Regions from separate parts of the Zea mays genome. Here all the other regions are linked to region 1. Evidence: chromatin contacts called from public Hi-C data. All regions are on one chromosome and are shown on one strand. Each heading gives the region's core, a stretch centred on a gene start, on an enhancer-like site or on the middle of the called end of the contact. The rest is flanking DNA. Distances are from core to core; before and after follow the strand shown.

Region 1 (2,700 bases), core at 114-2,613:
GAACAGAAGAACAAATATGGCGTACAAACATCAGGCTGCAGTCGTACCCTTGAAGCATAAAACCTACTTTGCTAAGTACAAGTTGTCACTGCTTGCTCAATCATTTGCCAGGGATCACTTAATGAATCCCACTCATCTCCAAAATGGTTTCGGTGGCATTCAGGCTAGGTGCCAAATTCCAAACCCGAAAGGCTTCCAGTTATTCCAAAACAACAGAAGGGGTGTGGTGTGCTGCTGCAACCAGATGCTGCGTTAGAGCAAAACAGACGGGACCTGAGGCAGCAAAGGGCAAGGCCGAGCAAAGGAAAAATCCATTCCACGGAAGAAGATGAAGAGCGCCAGAAGGGATCGAGCAATTCAAAAAGAAACACATATAAAACAGCCCGCGGGTTAAAAAACTGTGGAAATAATTAGGGCCGACAGTGATCCGTACACATCGTCCAAATTAAGAAGCCGGAAAAGCTAAGACGCAGCAGCTTTTGCGAGGCAGCAAAAAAAAAAGGCCGCGAATTTGAAGATGCGCGCATCAAATCCGGTGGGAATCCGCCGGCGACTCCCACGAACGGGAGCGCTCTCAAGGGAAGTGCACACCAGAGAAACGGTAAGCAGGGAGGGGGCGAAATAAAGGCTGCTAGATGAGCAGTCAAACGCGGCAGAGCGATGCAATGCAGGCAATGAAATCGAGGTGGGGGAAAGGACGGCCTTTACACGGCACTGGGCATTAACAACAGCATAAAACACCGGAAAAGGCGGCGTTCCGTTGAGCCTGCCCCGCAGGTCCGCACGCCCGCCCGCCCGCCCGCGACCGGTGGTTCGCCGGCGAACGGCCAGGAGCGCATTAATCAACGCCGCGACGATAAACTGAAACGGCAACTGCCGGGTAGCCGCCGGCCGCCAGCGGCAGAGACCGTGCCGTTGCGTACGGTGCCCAAGCCCCAGGACAGGAGGAGGCCGGGCATAACCGCAGGAACGGGGCCGCCCGGCGCTGAAAAAAAACATGATTAGGGCTCCCCGGAGCCGAAAAGTTAATCCGCGGGATTTCTGCGGGGATGGCGATGGGAACCGGAACATGGTCGACATGGAGGAAAGGGAGGCGACCAGGGCCAGGCGGGGGAGGGAGGGAGCACGTACGCGGTGGAAAGCGACAACAGCGTGCCGGTCGTACGATCCCGCGTGCGGGGAGATCCAGGCCGTCGAAAGCGACCGAGGGAGTTGCTGTCCCTCTCCCTCGCTCGCTTTTCTTCCGTTCTCTCCAACGCGGCAGGCAAGCAGCGGCTGTTCGCGAGGTGGAGTTCGTAGAGAGAGAGAGAGACGGGAGATGGAGATGGCCAGGACCAGGAGAGGGTGCGGGGGGATATAGAGAGGGATAGAATGGAGTGTAGCCCTGCGAGGCGGTGAAGAGCGAATCTTCTCATCTTATATAAGAGGTTAGAGAGAGAGGCGGTCAAAGAAAAGGCTCGAGATAGAGAGAGGGGGGAGAAAGGAATCGGAGTCTTGAAGGGGGATCATTGGAGCATTGATGATGGTTCACTCTCCCCTCTGTTTTTTCTTTTAATTTTTTTAAACGCTCTCTTTCTCTCTCATAGACAGAGGTAGGAGTAGGACCCTCCATGGAGGTGCCACCACCACCACCACCACCACCACCCCCTCTTCTTGATTTAGGGCCTGTTTGTTTACCCCAATGAATTATATAATCTGGATTATTTTTGGAGGATTATATAATCCAATGGATTAGATTATATAATCTGGGCAAATAAGCTAGACTGTTTGTTTGCCTCTTAAGATTATTTAATCCAGATTATATAATCTGGGGGGTAAACAAAGAGGCCCTTAATCATAAGACGCCAAAATAAAACTTAAATGATGTCCCCCAGTTCAGTGCCACCGTGCTGGTTAAGCGCAGCTAGCTAATGCGACACATGCCGTTTTGTTAATTTCAAACTGTAAATCTAGCCAGTACAGACGTTTAATAGTTAAATAGCTTGGCAAATAGTACATGTATAAGGCCATGTTAGTTTCATCTCTAGGCCATGTTAGTTTTATCTCTAAACCATGGGGATTGAGATTGGAAGAAATTGGTGAGGATTTTAACTTGTAGAGAATTTAATCCCTATCAATATCTATGGATTAGACTAAACGAATAGCATCTAACCCTTTTAATCTCTCCCTAACTGATCAGACCCTAAAGGGGGCGAGGCTAACTAGCCGGCTAACTCAGCTTCTATTCCAAGAGATCTTCCTTGGTTCCTTGTAATAATCTCTGATTTCGGCCAAATAAAAGGATTGTGCAAATTTGCAATGGAAGAGAAAAAAAATTCTCCCGCTGCAAATTCAATTGCAAAAAAAGGAAAAAGACTAGATGCCTCACCTGCTTGCTGTACATGTATAAAGAGCATCTCCGACAGACTCTTTATTTTTTCTTTCGATTTTGATTTTTTATTTAACTTTTCATAAAAATTACAATCTATATGTAACATCTTATTCCAACATATCCTATAACAAACAAGTTAGAGCATCTCCAAGAGACTAGTTAGATAACTCGTCAAGCCAAATTTTGGCTACTCAATAGCAAAATAACTCTCCAACAGATTAGCTATCTGACTCGCCAAGCTATCAGACTCTTCAAATTGACTTTCTCACTAGTCAAATTTGGCTAGCCACCTGACTAGCCAAATTAGACAGATAGTTTGTTGGAGTGAG
Region 2 (2,700 bases), core at 72-2,571, 200 kb after region 1:
CGTGTAGGTATATATACCGTAGTCCGGCCGTGGTATTACGTATACGCTATACGGCGACCACGCTTGCATGCCCCCTCCAACAACCGGCCCCAGATCAGAGGCACGCACGCACACACGCACGCATGTGAGGGCCACGTACGGCGACCCACACGCACACACGGTCGAGGCGCATGCCGGCCTGCCGCTCAGGCTCAGCGCCCTAGCTTAGCTCCCCTCGACCTCCGCACCTCACGTGTGCTCGCTCGTCGGCGGCGCGCGCGCGGCGGTTGTTGTTGGCGCGCGCCGCCGCCGCCTCCCGCGTCGATCGACGGAGCTTGCTTATATTTATCACTTGCAGCAGCAGCCTTTTTCCCCTGCATGCTGCGCGTCCATGCTCGCCGTACGTGTCTGCTCGCTAATGATGGCGCGCGCGCGCACTGGTCACTGGTGGCCGGCACTCCTCTCCGCTCCGCTCGCACGCAGTTATTATAAATATCCATTCAGGTCGTTCTGCACTTGAGCGGATTAATGGCGCCACAGGAACGGAAGGGGGGTCGGGGGACGGGGAGCCACGCCACGCCATGCCATGCGGGCGGGCTCATTAATTAAGCAAAGCGCTACAGCTAATGATGATGATAAGGTCGATTCTGAAACTGACCCCTAGCTGTAACTACACGACGACGACGACCACGACCACCACCACCACACCAACAGTCGGTACCACGCCATGTGGAACGATGCCGCGTACCCTACGCATGATGCGTGCAAGCACGTGCGCGACAATACCGTATCTGTATGTGAAGAGAAGCAAATTTGTAAAACTTTAGCTAGCCAGTTAAATTGAACGATCGGTCGTCGCACCCGCACCCGCGGCCGTCCATCCCTCTGCATTGCATGCGTTACTCTGCATGCATGGGTAATGCATGCGAGTTAGTTTTAGTAAGAGTCAACGTACTCCTCCGATATATATCCTCTGACAATTTAAACAAGCCGGAAGGAACATGGCATGGTGCCTGCCTGCTGAGGAGTATCCTCTGTGATCGCGGAGACACGAGGCGCAATTAATCAACACAAGGCGTCTGCCACGGCCAGCTTATGTTATGTGTGGTAAAGGGAAACCACTAAACTAATCATCCGCCCCGATCCTCTACTGATCCTGGTCGACGACGGAGGAGCCTGCCACCTGCCTGCCTGTTGCAGTTGGAGCAGTGGCACATGCAGCACCCGACTATATATTGGTGGAGGTGGTAGTCGTACGTCATCTCTCGTCACTACCAAAGGCTCCACCGCTGCGCAATTGGTTGGTACCCTTTTTCTCTCCGGTTTTGCAGCCTGCCAGTGGCCACTGCGAGACCCGAGGCCTGCTCGCCATAATAAATAACAAGACTACAAGAGGAAGCAGCATACATGTTCCTGGGCCAGCCCAGCCCACAACCACTTGCTTCGCTCCCAAGTCCACAGAGAAAGCATTCCGTTCGCTTTTCCACTAGGAGATTACGCAGTACGCACCGTAATCTTCAGCCGCCACTGGGCATGTTTGATTGAGATTATAATTTATCTAGATTATATAATTTAACAGCTTTTACACTGTATATATATCATGTTTTTTCCTTCTAGATTATATAAGTTGGACTATGCTAGAAAGGTAGAAGGTAAATACCACTTTAGGATTATAAATAAGTTGAAATAAGATACCCAATACTATCTTATTTCAGCTTATCTGTGGTCACAATGTAATATTTTACTTTTCTACTCCTGCATTATAATCCACTTATATAATCTAAGAGTGAAACAAACACACCCAGATTAAAAATATATTAGATTATATAATTTGGTCAGATTATAATCCCAAATAAAAAATATCTAAAGGCTAGTTTAGAAACTCCCCAATATTTCTATTTTTCTAAGGAAAAATAAGCTAATTTTCCTTTGCAAGATGAAGATCCATTAGGTTCCCAAACTAGTCCTAGCTCTTGAAATAATATTTGACCAACAAATAAGGAAACTCCATGCTCATCCATGACGCCCCTGGTTATTACAACCGTTTGCTGGCAGATCCCTTTCCCTGGTACGTGTGTGTCATGTCTTCAGCGGTAAATGTATCACCCTCCTTCCACTGCTACAGCAACTGCTGTAAAATTCACAGGACTGCTCACATGTAGGTTTCAAGCGTACTTGGTAATATTCATTGAAAATTGCACAATATTCTAAGTACATAGACAATTTAACATGTAGACACAGTTCATCAATAATTAATTTAACTCATAGACCATAGACACCACACATACATATAGCATGTTTATCAATTGTTACATAAATAATATGCATATAGTTTCGTTTTAGTGAAATGTGGTAGCTCGTTTAACTCGCGAGCTGGCTCGTTTACAAACCGAACTGGCTCGTTAACGAACCGAACTAGGATGTCAACTCAGCTCGTGAAAAATTCAAACGAGCTGAGCTAACCACGAACCGAACGAGCCGACGAGTCACGAGCATTTCGTCCAACCATATGTTTCACCCTCCTTCCACTGCTACAACAACTGTTGTAAAATTCACAGGATTGCTCCCTACCAAAAGAATATTGTAGGGGTAGATTTCAAGATTACTTCGTGATATTCATTGGAAAATTTCGTAATATTCTAAGTCCACATTTTAAATTAAGACAAATTTCATAGATATTCAAAACTAATATGTGCACCAGACACAACAGTATATATACAT
Region 3 (2,700 bases), core at 67-2,566, 150 kb before region 1:
AAGTGCGTACAAATCAGTGGGTGTAAGTGGCTCGTGATCATCAGTTCATTGATCGATTGAGAGCCGATGCATGCACGAGGATATGATGCCCACAAAATCATATATGTATAGCATAACGGTGCAGGTACACACGCACGCGCGCACGACAGTACGTGGGTCGCTCAGATCGGAAGCAGATCGAGAAGGCAGAAGCGCACTCACGATCACGAGCGTCGAGGACGAGGGTGGCGTAGCGTCGGGAGGAGAGCGTGAAGACGACGACGACGAAGAGGAGGAAGCAGCCGACGGCGACGACGGACAGCAACCTGCCACCTGCCGCCACCTTCTTATTCTTGTCGCCGCCGCCTTTCATGGCCGCGCCGCGGGCCAGCGCAGCCATATCTAGCTTCTCGTCTTCGGAAGGTCTCCGAGCCTAAGACAAGAGAGAGAGGTGGATCCCAAGAACTAGAGGCGGATCATTCTTCCTCGATGTACTCACTTGTTGAGCTCCTCAAGTGATCACTCGCTGCTGGGCCAACTCTCGTAGCTCTTGCCTCCACCACCACCACCTAAGACATATATAAAATGGAGACCAGAGGAGAGCGGATTATAAACTCTTTTGCTCTCCCATAGTCCCATCCCATGCGCATCATGAGCCGTAGCGTGGAGAAAAGCGAGCGATCGAGCAGGTCAAGCTATATGAGGGGCGTTTCACCGTACCTTTACACCATCGCCAGCCTAACACTGCCAACCTACTACACTACATGCATTGTACCGTATTGTATACTGACCAAACGTGTTATTAGTAGCCATGAGCCCATGACCACGAGAGGCATGACTCACGAGCTAGCAGAGACGGAGGCCGGCGCGCACTAGCTAGAGCTGCAGACGATAAGAATTCGGATTGCTTTCTCGCCCCGGCCCGCACGTTTTAGCGAGTCCTTAACTGTAACGTCCCTGAATTAGGCTCCGACTCGTCCTGGTCTCGGGAGATGACAGGCCCACGACGGGTCAAAACACGAGTCCGAATTAGGCTCCGAAACGTACGTGCGTCCAGGCCGGCCGGTCCGAGGGAAATGACGGCAACCGTAGCGCTCGTCCTGGCCAAGAAGCCGCCCCCCAAAACCTCGCTGTTTGCCTGGCTGCGCGCGGTGGCTGTGTCCGGGCTTCTCGGGCCGGAGAGCCATGCTATGCGGCGAGCCAACGTGTCCTGTTCGGCCACCAGCCGCAGTCGCACCTGCACATGCTGACGGATGTTGCAAACTATAACGGTGTCAGCAAGGAAGGAAAGAGAAGGTGAGGAGCGAGACCGGCCGGTACGGTGGCCGCCATGAGCGGATTACAAGCAAATAAACACGCAGCCGGCGGCGAACTCGACCAGTGTGTACTGTACTCGATCGGAGGCGAGGCCGGCATACAAATTAATAAATTGGTCGATCGAGAACTCGAGATCTGTGTACGTAGTCTGCCATACACTCGTGTAATTTGAAGCAGCAGAATGTACCATAGTTGGACGGACCACACGGCTGCTCAGGTACGTAGAGATTAATTTATGGAGTTTGATCAATCCAATTGTATATAGAGAGAGAGAGAGAGAGAGAGAAAGAAAATGGAACAGGGAGCGGAACGTAGAAGGTGCAAAGTAGCACAGTGGACGACGTGCTCGTCTGTGTTGTGGTCCCTCTTCCGTTGCTTTGCTTCCAAGCGTAGGTTCGTGCCGTGGATTCTATGTTTTGCTTCTGCAGCGTCAGAACCAGTTTGAGCAGCAGCAGCTACTCGCCACTTTGCTTGGTCCAACAGAACCGATGGTAGCTCTGTGCAACAGCTTGGTCTAGCACTATGCAGAAGAGATGGCAATGGGTACCCGAAACCCGAAACCCGATGGGTTTTTACCCCATTAGGGTACAGGTTTGGGTCAATTTTCATACTCATTGATTTGTTAATGGGCATAAATCTATACCCAGCGGGTTTATGGGTACGGGTTTGTTCCTATAGTACCCAAACCCGTGAACCCGTGGGTTTTTTAAACCCGACCAAACCTAATGCATATTGTCATTTTATTTTATAAACTAACAACAAACTTGTTATTCCTTATTTACTTCATAATTTTTATCAATTGGTGAATGTGTTAGTAGTCGGTGAGAGTGTTGTTTGCTTGCTATTATAGTTTTTACTAGTGTTATATATGTGGTGGATGGATAACTTAGTGCAAGGTCACTTAATTATACAACTTATTATATGTATTCCATTCTCTCTACTAATATTTTTTATACCAAATCATGAAATCGTTGTTCATTACATAGATTTTGGATCATGATATCATTAATCATTACGATACTTATTGATTATGAGAAGAACAAGTATATTGGAGATGAAACCCGCGGGTAACCCATGGGTACCCGCTAACCCGATGAGTACGGGTTTGGGCAAAATCTCAAACCCGTCATGGGTACGGGTTTTTTAATGGGCATAGACATTTTTCACGGGTACGGGTTTGGGATGGCAAAACCCAGCGGGTTTGTACCCGTTGCCATCTCTAACTATGCTTCTAGCTTTTGGTCCACTAAAACATGATGAGTGTTTCAATGGCTTGGCCCAGAAGAACCGCAGATGCATGGAGTGGGCCGTTTTTTTATCTTTGCAGGCAGCACATGGCCTATGACTACCTAGGCTCTTGCTGGATGCAGACCCAAAATATTTCTTCCCTCTCTCTGCTTATTT
Region 4 (2,700 bases), core at 148-2,647, 200 kb before region 1:
TAATGATGGCGCCTCCTGTTGACGTGGCCGGCCTGCGCCCTAGGTTGGGGCGATGTGGAGGCTCCTCCGAGGTCGAGGTCGAGTCCGTCTTCCGTGGCCGAGGTCGAGTCCGAGCACCTAGGTCGGGCGAGGCGGAGGCTGTTGGCTGAGGCCAGGGCGGAATTTGAGTCCTGGGGTCGGGTGAAGCGGAGTTCGCCGTCTTCCGGGGCTTAGCCCGAGTCCGAGCCCTGGGTCGGGCGGAGCGGAGTTCGCCGTCTTCCGGGGCTTAGCCCGAGTCCGAGCCCTGGGTCGGGCGGAGCGGAGTTCGCCGTCTTCCGGGGCTTAGCCCGAGTCCAAGCCCTGGGTCGGGCGGAGCGGAGCTTCCTATGGTGCGCGCGGCTGGGCCTGACTGCCTGTCAGCCTCACTCTGCCATGTGGCACCGCAGTCGGAGCGGCGCAGGCGGCGCTGTCTTTCTGTCAGACCGGTCAGTGGAGCGGCGAAGTGACGGCGGTCACTTCGGCTCTGTCGGCTGAGGGGCGCGCGTCAGGGTAAAGGTGTCAGGCCACCTTTGCATTAAATGCTCCTGCGATTTGGCCGGTCAGTGCGGCGATTTGGTCAGGGTTGCTTCTTGGCGAAGACAGGGCCTCGGGCGAGCCGGAAATATGTTCGCCGCTGGAGGGAGGCCTCGGGCGAGGCGGAGATCCTCCGGGGTCGGCTGCCCTTGTCCGAGGCTGGGCTCGGGCGAGGCGTGATCGAGTCCCTCGAATGGACTGGTCCCTGACTTAATCGAACCCATCAGGCCTTTGCAGCTTTATGCTGATGGTGGTTACCAGCTGAGAATTAGGAGCATTGAGGGTACCCCTAATTATGATCCCCGACAATAATGCTTGTGATTATATGCCTAAAATTCAGTTTAGACCACATACAGCTAACAATTAGCTATTAAGAATTAGATGACCCTTAACTAATAAACCAGCTAATAAGTTCTCGTCTACTTTCTTCGTTCCAGTATATAAGGCATAACCATCTCTGATTCAAAGATTAAGAAATATATTTAATTCTTTATATACCACTGTATCGTATACATACAGATAAAGAGAGCATGACTTATATTGTGGGACAAGAATAAAAAGTTGTTACACATTATATCATAGAACAGAGGGAGTATCACCTAGCTAACAATTAGCTATTTTTTCCCAGCTAATAGTTTACTGGGCGGATCGAAACGTGACCTAAGCATAATTTCTAAAACATAGCCATCACGAGGGAGAGCGGCGTTTGGCTCGGTCTTCCCCTCGGGCCAGCTGCCAGCAGCCGTAGTCGCCCGCCCATAAAACTCATCACGCACCACCAAGAACCGGTCCATTGAAGAGAGTTCTCGGAAGGTTCTCCTCCCGTGTCCGCGTAGCTAAGGTGTCCCGGGGAGACCTGCTGCACACGCGGCGGCGAGGCCTCCATATCTCTCTATCATCACGGCGCGGGGGAGGAAGCCAGCGAGTAAGCTGAAAGGGGAGAGGGAGCCAGGGGTTCACGCGCTCGCCGGAGACGACGACGACGACGACGACGGAAGATGGGCGGCGACCCGGGGAAGGTCATCAGGAACGTGAAGGGCGCCGCGCAGAAGTACCTCGGCGTTGGCTTCCTGCTCGGCTTCTTCCTCGTGCTCCTCACCTACTTCACCGTCTCCGAGCAGTTCGCGATCACGGCGCCCAACGGTGAGTTCAATTGCTCTGAGTCTGACATGGGTTTGGTTCCAGCAGAAAATCCATAGGAGGCTGGGGCTCAATAATTAAAACACCATTCCAGTTTGAGCAAGTTATTTCCTGCGGAAACTGATGGGAATTGAGCTGACGTGCGCAGCTGTTCGGAGGACATCGCCGGGCCACGCGCACACCACGAGGTCGCCGATCACCTCGGCCGTCGAAGAGAAGAGGCAGCAGCCTCCTGCCATAGGTAAAATCAGCCTCTACCCGGCCCCGCCTTGTCTTTCCTTCCTTCCTGTCAACGAATAATCAGAGCACGTTAATTTGGTGATGAGAATTCAGCAAAATTTATCATTTTTTTAAAAATACCACGTCTGTTTTTCTTACCATGAGCAGAGGAGAAGCCACCCAAGCCAGAGGTTGCACCGGAGGAGAAGCCTCCGAAGGAAGAGAAGCCGCCACGCGTTGATGTTGAAGGGCCCCATGCTGAAACAGATGAGGACCAGAAGAAGCCTGTCCCTGGTACTTTGCAAATCCACACCCCCCTTCTTTTCATCCTCATCATCAATCGTGACAAAGAAAAAGAAAGCTAGCACACGAGCTTATTCTGTATGCTTTTGCTTTGCGATCAGTCTCGAACTCGTCTACTTTTTATTTTAGAACCGAAAGTGGCCGTGTGCAGAGCAGAGACGTGTTAGTTTCATATTCATTGCTTCTGTCTGAAAGCATCCAATCCTGCAGACGATGATGGTAGGAGCAGTGGTATCAGCGGCGGCGATGGCGTCGCCACGGAGAGTGCTCCGGCCAAGAAGCCGGCGTGCGACATCCAGGGCCCGTGGGCGTCCGACGTGTGCGACATCGACGGCGACGTGCGGATCCACGGGTCGGCGGGCACCGTGCTGATCGCGCCGTCCATCGAGAGCGGCGGCAACCCGAACCCGCAGGAGTGGCGCGTCCGCCCCTACTCCCGGAAGCACCAGGGCGGGATCAAGGAGGTGACGGTGCGCGAGCTGGCGT

The links. A called contact is a pair of places that touch in the nucleus more often than the background predicts.
Region 2: a contact with region 1 is called in a Hi-C map of tassel, with 2.4 times the contacts expected there. The contact joins the enhancer-like site here to the promoter of LOC100216715 in region 1. A contact is called at or near these places in 3 of 25 Hi-C or Micro-C datasets (bundle sheath, ear and tassel).
Region 3: a contact with region 1 is called in a Hi-C map of endosperm, with 2.6 times the contacts expected there. The contact joins the promoter of LOC103649872 here to the promoter of LOC100216715 in region 1. A contact is called at or near these places in 6 of 25 Hi-C or Micro-C datasets (bundle sheath, ear, endosperm and 2 more).
Region 4: a contact with region 1 is called in a Hi-C map of leaf, with 5 times the contacts expected there. The contact joins the promoter of LOC100272910 here to the promoter of LOC100216715 in region 1. A contact is called at or near these places in 3 of 25 Hi-C or Micro-C datasets (ear, leaf and tassel).

The regions. Positions count from the first base shown.
Region 1 is chr3:26,511,035-26,513,734 of Zm-B73-REFERENCE-NAM-5.0, forward strand. LOC100216715 (CDP-diacylglycerol--serine O-phosphatidyltransferase 1) reads right to left here and starts at 1,364. Exons shown (of 13, transcript NM_001143120.1): 1 at 1,132-1,364.
Region 2 is chr3:26,709,375-26,712,074 of Zm-B73-REFERENCE-NAM-5.0, forward strand. No RefSeq gene overlaps it. Among protein-coding and RNA genes, the nearest start is that of LOC103649878, 28 kb to the left of the region's middle. Within about 2 kb of position 1,322, at least 18 of the 20 cell types and tissues checked have an H3K27ac peak or open chromatin away from gene starts, as enhancers often do. A contact at or near this core is called in bundle sheath, ear and tassel, where this site is marked.
Region 3 is chr3:26,362,457-26,365,156 of Zm-B73-REFERENCE-NAM-5.0, forward strand. It overlaps LOC103649872 (Glycosyltransferase family 61 protein), which reads right to left and starts at 1,317. Exons shown (of 4, transcript XM_020550139.3): 1 at 479-1,317; 2 at 202-412. The coding sequence starts at 379. LOC118476642 (a long non-coding RNA gene) reads left to right here. Exons shown (of 2, transcript XR_004857097.1): 1 at 1-22; 2 at 125-593.
Region 4 is chr3:26,309,319-26,312,018 of Zm-B73-REFERENCE-NAM-5.0, forward strand. LOC100272910 (Glycosyltransferase family 61 protein) reads left to right here and starts at 1,398. Exons shown (of 4, transcript NM_001147362.1): 1 at 1,398-1,695; 2 at 1,841-1,933; 3 at 2,080-2,205; 4 at 2,425-2,700. The coding sequence starts at 1,551.